Linked DNA regions of Ovis aries: region 2 is linked to region 1. A link is a contact called in public Hi-C data. All regions are on one chromosome and are shown on one strand. The core of a region is the stretch at or near the end of the contact, and the rest is flanking DNA. Distances in the headings are between cores, read along the strand shown. Region 1 overlaps LOC132657916 (a long non-coding RNA gene). Region 2 overlaps DAB2 (DAB adaptor protein 2).

Evidence for each region. Hi-C and Micro-C count contacts between places; a contact is called where the count stands out from the background.
Region 2: a contact with region 1 is called in a Hi-C map of liver, with 4 times the contacts expected there. The contact joins two enhancer-like sites. A contact is called at or near these places in 3 of 16 Hi-C or Micro-C datasets (liver and tail adipose tissue).

What each region holds. Positions count from the first base shown.
Region 1 is chr16:35,039,945-35,042,644 of ARS-UI_Ramb_v3.0, reverse strand. All of the region lies in intron 1 of LOC132657916 (a long non-coding RNA gene), which reads right to left. Among named protein-coding and RNA genes, the nearest start is that of DAB2, 140 kb to the left of the region's middle. Within about 2 kb of position 1,419, at least 5 of the 54 cell types and tissues checked have an H3K27ac peak or open chromatin away from gene starts, as enhancers often do. A contact at or near this core is called in liver, where this site is marked.
Region 2 is chr16:35,234,094-35,236,892 of ARS-UI_Ramb_v3.0, reverse strand. DAB2 (DAB adaptor protein 2) reads right to left here. Exons shown (of 15, transcript XM_060400473.1): 11 at 1,566-2,198; 12 at 690-799; 13 at 48-118. The coding sequence ends at 53. Among named protein-coding and RNA genes, the nearest start is that of C9, 19 kb to the left of the region's middle. Within about 2 kb of position 1,337, at least 3 of the 54 cell types and tissues checked have an H3K27ac peak or open chromatin away from gene starts, as enhancers often do. A contact at or near this core is called in liver, where this site is marked.

The DNA.
Region 1 (2,700 bases), core at 170-2,669:
AAGTCGCTCAGTCGTGTCTGACTCTGTGCGACCCCATGGACTGTAGCCTACAAGGCTTCTCCGTCCATGGGATTTTCCAGGCAAGAATACTGGAGTGGGTTGCCATTTCCTTCTCCAAGAGATCTTCCCAACCCAGGGATTGAACCCGGGTTTCCCGCATTGTAGGCAGACGCTTTACCGTCTAAGCCACCAGGGAATTACATGAATATAAGAAAACATAATGTATATTTATATGGTGAGCCTGTGATCCAAGGCTTCACAAAAGGAGAATGCCATATTTTTTCAAGTTTTACTTTTGATGTTTTGTTCAAGAAAATATGCATTTACATGCATAGAATGGAAATAGAGTGTTAAATAAATTCTACTTATGCATTTTCTTACCATATTTCAAGATATTTACTCTTCCAGCAAATAATTTAACTTGACATTTCTAAGCTTGTAGCATGGAGAGAGGCATTACTACCTCAGCCTTTTGTGTTTCTGCTGGATTTTTTTTTTTTTGACAGTCCACTCAGTATAACCAAAGAAAACTTTATTCAAGTGAGCCTCAACTTCACTTTTCATAGAACTATGACCTTAAAAAACTAGTCTCTTAACTTCCTTCAGGGAGCCATGTGACTGACTGCCTTGTCAGCAAGCTACTTTTCCTGAATCTAAGTTATTTCCTTTCCTACAGAGAAAAATTGCTGTTATCAATTCCAACCCTTTCACTAATGGCCATTTTCATATACAGTTTACCCCTTCAAAACAAACAAACAAAAAAAGAATGCCTTTTTTTGCTTATTTGGTAAAAAATTGTTTATCCTAAAGAAAAAAAAATGTAAGGATATAAGCACATTTCATGGTCAACGGAAAAATCAGCATTTCCAGAGATTTCTGAAATAAGAGACATCTAAAAGTTCTCTAAAACACCTATTTTAAGATACTCACTTCAATTATCTAAACATAAGAAAAACACAGTCTGCTTAAAGCTAGCATCACCCAAGTACTTCGCAATTTCTTTATCTCATAACCATTTCTTTTTGGTTTTTATTCTGCATAGTTTTCTCTAACATCTAACACTGGAACTACTTCTGTCTTGTTTGACATTCCCCTGGCCTTGGCTTTTGAGAGAGGCTGTGTCTTGATTTCTTCTCTTAATGATTTTTTTCTCACCCCTTTTCCAGATCTCCCTTCTCGCTCCTTGTGGCCCTTTAAATGTTCTATCCTTAGCATCTTGCTCTCTTTCTACATACTTTCACTGGGTATTCTCACAGTCACTCACCTAGGCTCAAGCCTCGTCTGCTCACCGATTATTCCCGCATCTAACCTAGACTTTTCTCCTGAACTCCTGCCCAAATACCTCCTAGCTTTCCCACAGTTCATCTCCAGTGTCACATGTCCCCAGCTGCACCCTTATCTCCTCCTCAGCCAGATCTTCCTGTACTCCTCCTTATCTTAGCAGACTATTTCCATGTACCCAGACACCCAAGCTTAAAATCACTGAGTCATTCTCAATTCCATTCTCCTCTGAAAGTTTTCTCCTATCTGTTTCTTCTCTTTCTTCCTGACACTGCACATGGAGTTCAGGCACTCACCAATTCCCCCCAGGTGATCACAACTATTTCCTAACTCCTTGTTTTCTTATCCTAGTCTACTTTGAGGTCAGAGACTTATTATAAACACAGCATTCTTTGAGCTGGCCCTTTGCTTTAAAACCTTTGATATTCCCCATTTCACATGTAGAAAAACCCGAAACTCCTTAACAGACGATCTAAAGCCACCTGCAGTTTCGATTCAAGTGGCTCTGCTAGGCCCATCTTTTGGCGTCACTCCACCCCAAAGGATTCCCAAGTGGTGCTAGTGGTTAAGAACCTGGCTGCCATTGCAGAAAACATAGGAGATGCGAGTTTGGGGAAGATCCTTGGGTGGGGAAGGTCCCCTGGAGGAAGACATGGCAACTCACTCCAGTATTCTTGCCTGGGAAATCCCATGGGCAGGGGAGCCTAGCAGGCCCCAGTCCATAGAGCCACAAAGTCAGACACGACTGAGTGACTTAGCACACCCTCCAAAGGCATATGTGCTGAGTCTTTGTCATTGCACATGCCATTATTATCTCTCTTTGAGATGTTTTCCCCTATTTTCTTTTTCCTACCTAATGACTGATGGCTTTCATTTTTCAAAAGCCACATCAGATGATGTCTCTTCTTTGAAATCTACCCCGACTTCTGTAGAAGCATGTCCTCCGTCTGCTGTTAGTTGCCTTAGCTTACCTAGCATCAGGATGCTGTGTTGTAAATATTACGCAATAGTAAAGGACTCTGAAAGAACAGGGGCTATGTCTTCTTTTCTGCAGTGCCAAAGTCTATCATTATGTCTGACTTGTGATAAACATTTGGTTCTTATCTGTTATATGAAAATGAAGTTATTGTAATACATAATAATGAAAACTCTTAAGAATGGCCCAAATGATTCCAAATAGCTGTCCTAAATATTTATGTTTACACTATATTTTCTTTCTTCCAAAGAACTTCGTTTACTTCCATTTTATTCTATCAGTGGGACACCCGAGATTGGCAACTAAGACTCAAGGGAAAGGACAAAACTCAGTAACTGCACTGATAGACACTGGAGTCAGACTCAATATTCCTAAGAGGTGAAGGGTGTGGCCAGCTACTACCAGCCTCCATCTGCTCCATTTTGTTGTTGTTTAGTCACCAA
Region 2 (2,799 bases), core at 88-2,587, 190 kb before region 1:
GCCACCCTTTCTTACGAAGCCTAAGCTTAGCAGGATCTTCTACTTACAGAAGTTAGGCAAAAGGATTTCCAAATGGATCTCTATATATATCGGATGATGTGGGTTGAAGAGAAGCCATCTATGGAAACAAAACCACCTAGTCAATAACTATAATTACAATGATAAGAAAATACCTATAATTAAGACTTCTCAGATTCGTTTAAAAATCGCTTAGGTCACAGACTAATCAGATATTGTATGGGTTTACAATGATTTGTGTTTTCCTGCTTGTGATTGATATATATTTAATATTTACATCAAAAGCAAGATTCAGAATTATGTTTGCTCCCCCAAAATGCAAAATATTGTTTTTATGAGCTAAGTAATTTTGTGTTAGGAAATTAAACGTTTGAAAGGTTTTTAAGCATAGTGTTTTGGCTCAATTTTCTTCCAAAGGGCTTTCCCAGGCTAGATTAAGTGAGAGACAAAGGACTTTTCTATATGATATTGCTTCTCAAATTCAAGAGAGTAGTTCCTGTAAAAATAATCTTTCCCCAGTTTGAGTTGAGGTTTACACTGCAGTGGTTCTTAGTGATAAATCTTATTCAAATGTCCTTTACTGTCAAAGATACAAGCAAGGTTAATTCAGGAGGTGATAACTCTATGTGGCGTGTACTTTGGAATATCAGCTTCTAATAGTTGGTACTTACAGAGGCTGGTGATGAGCGGAAAGAATCTTTAGAGAAGGGGTTCTCAAATGCATTGTCAGCAGATTTGGTAACTGGCGGGGCACTGTGTCGGGGAGCTGGCTTTGGTAGATCTAGAAGGTGAAAAAGTAGTCGGTAAACAAGCTTTCCTCCAATGCAAGCCCAAGTCCTCCAGTCAGGCTTATCTTAGAAATTAAGTTTCATATTTTTGAAACTGACATTGACCAAACAAAAATTATCACACCAAATACCAGGACTTCCAGGGATGATTACAAGCAAAATTCATCCCTTCTTGGAAGAGGAAGCCAGGCATATTCACTTGAAGTGGAAGAGATTCAGAATTCCCTCACTTAAAAACACCTACATGGCAAAACTTCATTAAGCCTTGAGGCCAACACAGAAATAAAGACTTCTAGAGATTCAATTACCTGATAGATTAACTAACTAATAAAAGTACAGCTAGCATTCAAATACTGGTTGCATTTCAAAGCTCTTTCTTTCTACCACGCCTTTTAACTTCCCTCATTAGATGGGTAGTATGATCCATGCATATCTATTAATGAAAAAAAATGAGCCTACAGCCCTACATACCTACCTGCAGTCCTCCGGGTGCCACAACCCATTGAATTTCAATAGCTCTCAGCAGCCCTTTTAAGAATTGTCACAAGAGGGCAGCACTGGGCCAGTCCTTAGAAATAGCTAACCAAGGTACCCTGTTAACTCCATAAGCTAAATGGTTAAGTTGTCTCCATAGCCCCTGATAGATGAAAAAAGCAAGAGTACAGCTATGAGGGGTCTGGAGAGGGTTCTGAGAGACTCTCCGGATTCATACGACTGAAATCCTTGTGGGTGCAGTTGTCAGAGAAGTAGGTAGCTTACCATTGATCTTTCTCAACAGTTGATTAGCGTCCAGATCATCATGGTCTGCGTTCTCCTGAGGAATGCCAACTTTGCTGTTGAAATAACTGGAGAAGGCGCTCGAGGTCCCAGAGGAGTTCTGCTCTCCCTTCCTTGCCGGCACAGTAGGTGGCTGCCGCAGTTGGAAGTCCTTAAACATTTCTTTCACTTCCTTGACTTCTCTGTCCCCAAGAGGGTCCAAGGCAATGAAGGCATCGCTGGGGACATCCTTTGGAGGGCCAGTTCTGGGAGGTGGTTGAGGAGGAGTGACCAGGAGAGAGGAGAGCATAGAGGGGGGCTGGGCGGACACAGCAGGAGCTGGAAACACATTGCTCTGAAAAGGGTTCCCCAGAGGGCTGTTTGCTGACCATGTATTGGGTGTTATGGATGCTGATGTGCCCCAAGCTACAGGGGGTGGAGAGGAAACTGAGACCGCGAAAGAGGAAGGCTGGTTCCAACCCGGAACACTTGGGCTTGTGGTAAAGACGATTGGCTGACTGAATCCTGAAGGCTGACCAGCCATCATAGCGCCTGGGACCACTGAAGGGGACTGACTGAAGACTAAAGGTGCTGGGCTCCATGGCGCTGCCTGAGCAGAGAGAACTGGCACACCACCTGAAGGGAGGAAGCGGAACAGAGGACTTAAATCAGAAGACCAGCTTGAAGAGGATTCTTGAGTGCCAGAAAGTCAGCTCTCTGGAGAGCATTGATAGAGAGCATCTACATGCCAACCTTTATTAAGCCTTGAGGCTGACATGGTTCTTATTAGATTAAATCACTCTAAAGATGAATTGGGTTTCCCTGGTGGCTCAGATGGTAACGAACCTGCCTGCAATTCAGGAGACCCAGGTTCGATCCCTGGGTCAGGAAGATGCCCTGGAGAAGGGAATGGCTACCCACCCCAGTATTTTTGCCTGGAGAATTCCAGGGACAGAAGAGCCTGGTGGGCAAAGTATCAGACTTGACTGAGCAACACTTTCACTTTCTTTTCAAAGATGAATTAGCTGTAGCACATATTCAAATGTTTGTTGCACTTTGAAGTCCTTTTTTTCTACCACATGTTTTTAAATTTTCCTCATTAGATAGGTAATACAGTCCACAAGTACCAAGTCATAAAAGAAAATGAGCCCTTTTCATACCTACATTGATGTAATTCAAACAGCTAGAACAGAGCCTGTCAGTAATATGAATCTACATGTTGAGTAAATACATTGAC